Regions from separate parts of the Aedes aegypti genome. Here region 1 is linked to region 2. A link is a contact called in public Hi-C data. All regions are on one chromosome and are shown on one strand. The core of a region is the stretch at or near the end of the contact, and the rest is flanking DNA. Distances in the headings are between cores, read along the strand shown.

Evidence for each region. Hi-C and Micro-C count contacts between places; a contact is called where the count stands out from the background.
Region 1: a contact with region 2 is called in a Hi-C map of whole pupa, with 4 times the contacts expected there. The contact joins two enhancer-like sites. A contact is called at or near these places in 2 of 2 Hi-C or Micro-C datasets (whole body and whole pupa).

Annotation. Positions count from the first base shown.
Region 1 is chr2:344,830,896-344,836,154 of AaegL5.0, reverse strand. No RefSeq gene overlaps it. Among protein-coding and RNA genes, the nearest start is that of LOC110676830, 73 kb to the right of the region's middle. Within about 2 kb of position 2,309, at least 2 of the 3 cell types and tissues checked have open chromatin away from gene starts, as enhancers often do.
Region 2 is chr2:344,762,056-344,767,103 of AaegL5.0, reverse strand. No RefSeq gene overlaps it. Among protein-coding and RNA genes, the nearest start is that of LOC110676830, 4.1 kb to the right of the region's middle. Within about 2 kb of position 2,008, at least 3 of the 3 cell types and tissues checked have open chromatin away from gene starts, as enhancers often do.

The DNA.
Region 1 (5,259 bases), core at 1,060-3,559, 69 kb before region 2:
GTAAAACATCATGTAATCCCGTTTTCCCGATTACCGTGATGCATCATTACCCGGACGCTTAAGCAACGCCGAAAGTTCAAACGCTGTTTTAAATATATTTCTGTCACATTTAGTATAAGTTTTTTTGTTTTCCATACAGGTATACGTACGAACTTTGTATCATGGACAAAAATTGTAGTGAAATATACATTTATAATATGTAAAACGTTAATTTAATGGAGCATGTCGTGTTCTTAAATCCGGACACATGCATCAAAATGGCGGACGCTCTTGAATCGAAATCCGGACAGATGCGTGTTGTGTTGAAATTATACATTAAATATAATAAAAGCCACCTTACTCTAACGGAAAATCTTCAATATAATAAAATAACAAGCATAAATATACTAAGCAATATATGAAAGGTCAAAGTTTTGAATAAAATTACAATCGTTTCACCTGCACTCCTTGCCGACAACCTGCATTTGAGGTTCACAGAAAAGATCCTCAATATAACATTTTTCTTGCGTAAACCCGTTCTCTGCCAACAAATTACATTCTTAATTATTTGGTTATCTGGATGAATGACGCTCATTCATCGCCTATTTGTTTTTATTTTTTATATTTCGTTACAAAGGATTACTAGATGAAATAATGAATTAACATGAACAGATATATTTGATGCCACGAATATAAATTTTTAAACCTATATTTACTATTTGATTTCATATTAAATTTAATAATTACAATCAGAGTGTCCGGATATTGGTACCGTCCGGATTTTGATTCACCACGGTATTTCGGAAGCTTTCTCAAACTTTTTCCTTGCACGATCACGTCGCATCTATTGCCGAGTGCAGCAGTGGAAAACTTACGTCAATCCGCTCATCTGTTCTCTAGACTTTTCGTGATATACAAACACCACTCCAATTTTATTCATATAGATAGGGCCTTCCTAAGCAAAGTGGTTAGAGTCCGCGGCTACAAAGGAAAGTCTTGCTGAAGGTTTCTGGGTTCAATTCCCGGTCTTCGGGGCCCAGATAGCCGTAGCGGTAAACGCGCAGCTATTCAGCAAGACTCAGGGTCGTGGGTTCGAATCCCACCGGTCGAGGATCTTTTCGGGTTGGAAATTTTCTCGACTTCCCAGGGCATAGAGTATCTTCGTACCTGCCACGCGATATACACATGCAAAAATGGTCATTGGCATAGAAAGCTCTCAGTTAATAACTGTGGAACTGCTCATAAGAACACTAAGCTGAGAAGCAGGCTCTGTCCCAGTGGGGACGTAATGCCAGAAAGAAGAAGAAGTCCCGGTCTGTCCAGGATCTTTTCATAGTGGAAATTTTCTTGAATTCCCTGGGCATAGAGTATCGTCGTACCTGTCACACGAGGTACGAAATGGCAACTTTGGTAAAGAAAGCTCTCAGTTAATAGCAATGGAAGTGATCATTGAACACTAAGCTGAGAAGCAGGCTATGTCCTAGTGAGGACGTTGTGCCAAGAATAAAAATAGAAAAAGGCAAATAATTTAGAAAAACTTTACAGATTGTTTAAAAAGCGCAGTTTAATTATTATTTTTAGTCAAATCTGTTCAATTGTTCAAAGTGTAGTACCAGAAAGTACCAGTACCAGTAAAGTTTCTTAGTCTCGTTGTAATGACCGTTGCACGAAAATACGTCAACTTTCAACCATCACAAGGATTTCATAAGATTGAAACAAAATCATGTTTTTCTTCACTGGACATAAAGTAGTTGCCAATGCTTGTCCCATATGTAGTTTCAAATGTGGACATGCCGCTGATGTAAGCAATACAACTAAAGAACTAAATTCTACTGTTAAAGGTCGCTGCACCCCTTTGTGATGTGAGACCTGTTTACGCCTCTGGATTATTTTTTTCACGGTGTGTCATTATATCTGTCTATCCATCTGTCTGTGCTATTACTCTATGTGTAATGATTGTGGATGTAGGGAAGATATTTCACTTGTCATCCAGTTCCAGACAGCTTAACTTAAAGATCAACAAATTCTGGAATGAATCCCAGCAACGGTAGTCTATTTCACATTTTCAATTATTCATCAACTACTATTACGTTCACTAGATCATTTAGGTAATTCACAATAGCCAATTGCATAGGTTTCGATCTGATCTGATTAAATTGCGAAAACTCATACCGAAAGATAAACTTCCATCAGCTCACCCAAAACGAGGTCGTTGTACTTTTCAAAACACGCATCAAATTTTCGCTGATGTCTAGGCAAACGTTTCCTCTCCATACTCAACAAACAGTTAGAGCAGACAAAGCAAATTAGACCAAGTTGTGCGCGACTAACTGATAGCGTAACACGCAGTACGTGGACGGGGGGATACACATGTAGGTTAGAATATAATACGACCCTATACTACTAAGAACTGCGACCACTACAGGACTACAATACGATTTAATTCTGTGTGGGGATGAGATTGAAGGTAAAAAAAATGAACGGGAAGAAGCAGCTGGTTCCATTAAATAAATTAATCTTTTCGCTTAACCTCGCTGCTTTCGCTGCTAGACAAACTGTTTCGGGGGGAGGAAAGACGCGGGGAAGACGGATCCGAACCGGGACACTATTAGAGCATAATATGCGTGTCATACATTTCAACCCATACCACTCGCAAAAATAAATTAAATGACTACGAAAAGGTTGCACGCTAAGGTGGTCCATTTTTATATGGAAAATATCAAACTGTAGAAATGTTAAATTAACGGGTGTTCAGTAAAAATAAGAGAATGATTTCAAAACCTTTCTGCAATTAAAGTAAAGAACGTAATTTTTTTTTCTCTTCAAGAGAATTACTCTTTGGACTCCCTAAAACTGGGTGCATGATTCTTCTCGCTCGAGATCTGTCAATTCAATCGAAGATGGCGTTAAAACAGCAAGCACTCCGCGAGCGTGTTGTACGGTTGTACGGTTTTATCGTACGTGTCAAAAGAAAGCAATCCGACCAACTTGCCTGAATTTTGCCGTCTGTTTAGGGATTTTTTGTGGCTCCGTCAGTACCATAGTGTACAAAAATAATTGTTAGGCCAAGAATACGAAGCAGTTGACCACGAGGATCCGGAATTGTATCCGGAAGATGGACGTCAGTGCCGTCCAGTGCTCTTACTAAATTGCGTCGTACTGCTGATCAGGGCCTCTCCTCCAATATTCATTGATGTTTTTTTGGAGATAAGGTTTAATATGTTTTTAATAAAAAAATACCGAACTTTTTTTTACTACTTTACTCATTTTTTATTGATCACCCGTTACACTTGCAAAAATGATCAATCTAAAAATAAAGATTTCAGTTAATAACTTTGGAAGTGCTCATAAGAACACTAAGCTGAGTAGCAGGCTCTGGTTCAGTTGAGATGTAACGTCAGTAAAAAAGAAGAATAACCGAAAAGAAATCACAGGAAGGATTCTTTCTGAAATTCGGAAAGGAAGTCGTGAAGAAACCCATAGAGAAACGCAAAGAAATATTCCTGGAGATATCCCATGAAAAATGTTTAAGAGAATTCCTCAAGAAACTCCTAAATGTGACGTTTAGTTCATTTTTACGTAAAAACATTATCAAACTTTTTATAAGCTGTTTTTTCTATTGGGCGACACAAAGCTGATCGATATTCTGCTCAAACTTTCACAGTAGCTTCTAGGAGTCCGAATGAACAAATTTTTGAGGTGTAACTTAAGATTTTGGAAGTTTGATCACTTTTTGCCACCCTATTGCACAGTCAATGCTGAATTGAAACAAAGCAAAAAATAAAGCAAGAAGCGACAGCCACTTAGCACTATATACTTACATAGGAGAGCCGAGTGCGTTGAATTATCTTAATTGAAAAAGCTGATGACAATATGGTCAATGGGCTCTTTCACTCGGACTCTCGCGGTGATGAGTTCAAGACCCGATGTCACAACGCCACGGTCGTAATTGTGCGAAAGCGTATAGCTATGCGTGCATGTGGTGTGGATTTGCGTTTGTCTACACATATAGAGAGGATAGAAGAAGATGTGGTTTTGGAAAAATGGGCCAAGTCGCGGAAATTTGGCGAAACGCGGAAGGAGGGGTGGAAGACGATGGATGGAGGAATGATGTGTGCGATTCAATGGATTGTGTGTGTTGTCAGTCGGATGGACGAGCACATGTGTGGCTGGGTGGCAACTGACGACGTGGATTTTTAGTCACGCTACAGGGTGATGGTGGGTGAACATATTGGGATAGCTCCGGAGTAACAGTTTTTAACGTGCATAAATTTGAGTAGAGGGGCGCACTAAAGTATTCATTTGTCTGAAATGAATAATCGAAAAGGATTTGAGTTAGATTTGGATTGGATTTGGTTTGGATTTAGATTGGATTTGGATTGGATTTGGATTGGATTTGGATTGGATTTGGATTGGATTTGGATTGGATTTGGATTGGATTTGGATTGGATTTGGATTGGATTTGGATTGGATTTGGATTGGATTTGGATTGGATTTGGATTGGATTTGGATTGGATTTGGATTGGATTTGGATTGGATTTGGATTGGATTTGGATTGGATTTGGATGGATTTGGATTGGATTTGGATTGGATTTGGATTGGATTTGGATTGGATTTGGATTGGATTTGGATTGGATTTGGATTGGATTTGGATGGATTGGATTGGATTGGATTGGATTGGATTTGGATGGATTGGATTGGATTTGGATTGGATTTGGATTTGGATTTGGATGGATGGATTTGGATTGGATTTGGGATTGGATTTGGATTGGATTTGGATTGGATTTGATTTGGATTGGATTTGGATTGGATTTGGATTGGATTTGGATTGGATTTGGATTGGATTTGGATTGGATTTGGATTGGATTTGGATTGGATTTGGATTGGATTTGGATTTGGATTGGATTTGGATTGGATTTGGATTGGATTTGGATTGGATTTGGATTGGATTTGGATTGGATTTGGATTGGATTTGGATTGGATTTGGATTGGATTTGGATTGGATTTGGATTGGATTTGGATTGGATTTGGATTGGATTTGGATTGGATTTGGATTGGATTTGGATTGGATTTGGATTGGATTTTGGATTGGATTTGGATTGGATTTGGATTGGATTGGGATTGGATTTGGATTGGATTTGGATTGGATTTGGATTGGATTTGGATTGGATTTGGATTGGATTTGGATTGGATTTGGATTGGATTTGGATTGGATTTGGATTGGATTTGGATTGGATTTGGATTGGATTTGGATTGGATTTGGATTGGATTTGGATTGGA
Region 2 (5,048 bases), core at 759-3,258:
CTTTTTATTAGAACTTATTTTCCTTCGTGTAGAGTTGGTAAAATTCTTGCATCACGGGAACAGGAGAAGTGCGAGCAGGCGGGCGCAATTTTTTGCGCAAAATTCAAAATGGCGTATCACACACAATGCGGAAGTTGAGCGAAAATTAGGTCGCAATTTAGATCTCCGAGCAATATTATGTAACTGTTTGACGAATGATGCCACTGTTGATGCCAGTTGTAGCGTGATGATCGACGTTTCCCTTTAAATCCGACTCGGTATCCAGGAAAATGGTTTCTAATTCCATAATCCAAAATCAGCTCCACGTCCGAAAATAAAACACTCCCTTTTCTAATTCCACTAAATTGGGATGAGTATTCTCCTACTCTGGTCGACAGTGGGTTAAAAAGTGAGAACTTGAATAGAGGTTTCTTTTTCCCCTTCGGAACTGAGCGCACAAACACGGAACACGTCTCCACTTCGCGACGATTCAATGACGAATGAAAGAACAAAACTTACAAAAGACGCGATTAGATCATGGAAATCTTTTTTATTTGGCTTCCCCGTCTGAAAAAGTGTGTACATGTGCACGGGGCGCATGCGCACTGCCTCACACACCAACACAAACTAGCAGCAATCGACTCGCGAAGCTCCCCTCGGACTGCCGAAACGAAGTGCAGCGGGGAATCGGACAAGCTCTTCGGGCGGTCGCGTCTTTACATGTATGAGGGCGCGATTTCGATAAGTGTGTCACCAACACAGACACGTGACTGACCGCGGTTGTTGTATCGAGCTTTGAACCGAAGGGTGCACGGGAGGACGAGAGGTGAACGGTGACACGTTGGTTGCCCGTTACTGATTGAAATGCGCGCGCAAACGGTTGTCGCATTGGCACAGGAGAGGAGTCTTCTTTATATACCTACTACTCGCGATGTTTCTGCTTCGTGCGACTTCGTTGTGGTGACCCGAGGTGGGTTCGGCTCCGTGGCTGATGGAGCTTTTTATTGACAAAGTAATTTAACTACTGCGACGAGAACTGGTGTGGTTGTACTTGCTTTGTGTCCATACACAGCAGAGAGTGGCCAACGCTTGAAACGGGTTAAATTGAGGGGAAGTATGCCAAGCTTTTATCGATCGGTTGTCAGACGTCGAAGTGTTTGTGTATCACGGTTTTTTCATCGCGTGCGCGCGTATGTATAAAGTAACATTTCGATAGATGACACACTCTTCAATCGTTTTTTCTCGAGTTTTGCTGGCTGAGACTAATAGTTTTTTTTCTCGCTGGTGGTTGTAAAAATTATATTGAATTTGATATGTATTCTTCTCTTCTATTTAAAAGTTACGTAATGTGGGTCGAGTACTGTGCTTCTAATGCTATGTTCCAGATGCAGTGGTTGAAGGGGCGCAGCGAACAAAGAAACTCTTTCCTATTCGAGGATTTCAGTTCTTATCTGATACACATAAAAATGAACACAATGCAGAGGCAAAACTTCACATGTCTCCAAAATCTCACAAAAATGTCTTTTCCAACAGTTTTCCTATATTCACACAATTTCCCTCAAAAAAACACTCATCAGCTCACACTGTTTTCCCACAAAAGAAATAGAAATCTACAATTGCGCAGCACCACACAATCCCAGAAACGTCTGCCCTCGGTGTTGGATAAAATGAAACTGAACAGCAGAAAAACTATACACCTCATTCCAGCACCATTCGATAACGAAAAGCACACACCAGTCCACAGCACGGGTCACAAGCACCACACTACGCCATCGCCAACAGAGTCGAAATAACACTGCATTACACGTCGCATTGGATTCAATATTTTATAAAATAAATATTCAACTTCACCCTTCGGAACGGCCTGCGAGCAGCAAGCGCGCGTAACCTATTTTCGCGTGTGGCGAGCTTTCGTTGCCGTGAACGTTTGTCGATGTGTGAGAAACGCGCGCGAACGTTCCACGAGTTTAGTGCTCGGTGATATTGCACGCGGTCCACCAACACTCACAGAAATCCACCGAAGTAGGCTACTTCGGACTCTGGGCGAACGAACAAAGGCCTGCTTGGGTGCGGCTATGGTGGGGAACGTGTGAGGGACCATATGCTCCACTAAAATGTGAACATTCGGGCGGATTGGGTGTGTGCGTGCGATCAATGACTCGGGTGGCTCTTTAAGAGCATCAGTATTTAAATGCGCCCTACATATATTTGTTTGCCTTCGATAGAAATCAGGTTGATTCATTTGAAAACACCGATGACAAAGAACTTCATGGTATGAGATGAATGAAAACAAGTAGAGCAAGAAAAAGAAGCATACAAAACGCCGAAGAAGTGAATCCAAGTCCCTAAAAGTTAGACAATCAGATCGACTAAAGGGACAACCAATACTAAAATACCCTAAATAATTTGAATATTGTTTAAAACGAACAAATATGAAAACTGGATTGTAAAATATTGTTGAATTTGTTAAGCCGGGATAGATTGTAGTATCTAGATAACTGTTATAGCAATAGATAAATTAATTATAGCACGTAGATTTCTTGAACGATCGAACTACTACAATCAGTCTGTTTGGTTCCGTCCGTTCAACCGAACGGACGCAAGTGTAACAAGTCTCCCTAATTAAAAGTTAAACAATAAAGTTAGTGCTCAAGTGAAACCCCAAGTTGTTTGAAGTGTTATTTCGTTCTCCGTCCCTAGTATTAAGTAAACTTCGTTGAGAAAGCATTCGTTACAATTGGAAAAGTCACGTCAGAGTCAGAGTCAAAGTCAGAGGAATTTAGGCAAAATGATGGCACTCTACATGTTTAGCAAAATCGTTTTTGAATCTTACTTGTTTCTCGTGAAGTCAACAAAATCTCATTCTGAATATTCTAATATTTTGTTTAAGTTTATTAGAGTTTATTTGCCTAAATTTTGTCAATTATTGCGGATTTATTAAAAAAAAGAGCATCTTTCAAATCATATGATGCGTTTCAAAAAGTATGTTCTACTATTGCATTAATTCTAATTATTCGTAAAAGTTTAACTATAGATATGCTTGTCGAGATTTGTGGGACCCCGGAGCCATGGCCCCCTCGGCCTCTCATTAATGGTCATTTGAAGGAAAAAAATAGTCCTTTCAAAACCGCAAACGTTTTTTTGCGTCCAAACTAATGCTAGCAGTCGAAAAAAGCCCCATAAAATATTATTATTTGAAAATAACCATGATACCATAAGAGATAGTATTTTGATAGTTAAACAACTTTGCAGAAGACATAAACAATGTTAAGCATTCTAGGAAAAAGCTTATTTAATTTAAATTTTTAAGGGGAATTTTACGATAATTGGGCACATCATATAATGTATAAGAGGTAGAAATTTGTTGACTTCGACAATGTGGGCTTCATGGCCGTGCGGTTTTTTTTTCTCTGTTCGGATGCGCCACAGCGACCAGTATTTAGATCTATTGTGGCATTACCCGTATCCTTAGTGTATAGTGCATGTCACATAACTCCATTTCCATTGATAGGTAATGAAGCATCGATTTCTGTACAGTTCTTGTTTTGATTCCTCAGGTATTGACAAAAATCGACTATGATGAAAAGGTCCCGCTATTTACATCCTTCATAGAAATTTACATCTCAGCGAAGGCGCGCCCCTTAGCAAACATAATCGATTAAATTTCTGAGGAACCAAATCGGTACCGTAAAACGGGGTAACTTTGATAGTTTTTTCGAAGAAAACTTCAATATTTATGCATGCTGTTTCAAAGATGTACAATTTATATTTTTAAAACAAGTACTGGCATCCTAGTTATCGATTACAGTCGATAGATAGGCAAAAGATTTATTATGAATGGATATATAATTTTTCATATAATCGAAAGTTGGTTTTCTGTTTTGGGGTAACTTTGATAATGGAGTATGATTCGAACAAAATTGAATGAATAACGAACATTTGTAGGGCATTGCATACCTCTAGGCGTTTAACGTTATATGGAAATTTGTGACTTAGATTACAAAAATGGTCCCAGTTTGTGAAAATGCTTTTCGCTAAGAGATTTGAGACCGTATTCAAGTTCGATGATAACTAGGCTATCAAAGATAAGCGGCCATCTATTCAAAACTACATCAAATAGTGATCGTAGAACAGATTGTTTGTAAGCGTTTCGAAAATGCTAAAATTGTGTAATTTTTTTAAATTCGTATAAAAAGCCTAATATGTTCTTGATTTAAATGAAAACCGCTCTTACATGAAGTGTCATACTAATATTCTTTAGTTTTGCATTCGTTTTGCTTAACTGATTAAGAGAAATTATGATATTTTGTTTAGTATGTGGTGGGTCTCGCACTATCAAAGTTACCCGCATTATCAAAGTTACCCCGTTTTACGGTACTACTGATATTTGACCATGCAACGGAACTCTAGTCACATTCTTGTTTTGCTTTTAGTTTAGTTTAGTTTAGTCCCAGAAAAATACTAGAAAAAAGGGGCTTTATGCTAGCAGCAAAACCGAATCAAGCTAGAAAATTTGTTTAGTAATCAGAATTCACGTGAGTCCTTGAATTACCAGTACTTACAGTCCTTGTTGAGTTAACACTCATGATTGTTATCCTGGCTTCAAGTGTAGTCTCGGGTCTGACCAACTCCGACTAACTTACCCTAGCCCGACAAACAAGATGAGACTAGGGTTCAAATTGGTAGATCTGGAAGCATTAACGTGTTGGTGTCTTTTTTTTAAGTGTTTTGAATTAATATGTGCTAAATTTTGACTGAAGATACCAACCATCTTTCTTAATTAGGTAAAAACAATATGTTTTATCTCACTTTTAGGTGATATAGTCACGGCCAGGTGTCAAAATAAGCGCATTTACAAATCAAGAAACTTCTCTGTACACAACTACCGAAAAGCTAAACATTACATATAGTTTGCAATTGGATTAAATGGACAAATTGATGTGAAGTTTAGCAAAAAAGTTACACGTCTTCTCAGTGAGAATCGGACTCACGACTCCCTGATCTCTTGTTAGGTCGCATTACGCCTACGCCATGAGAGGACTCACTAGAGATCAGGCAGTCGTGAGTTA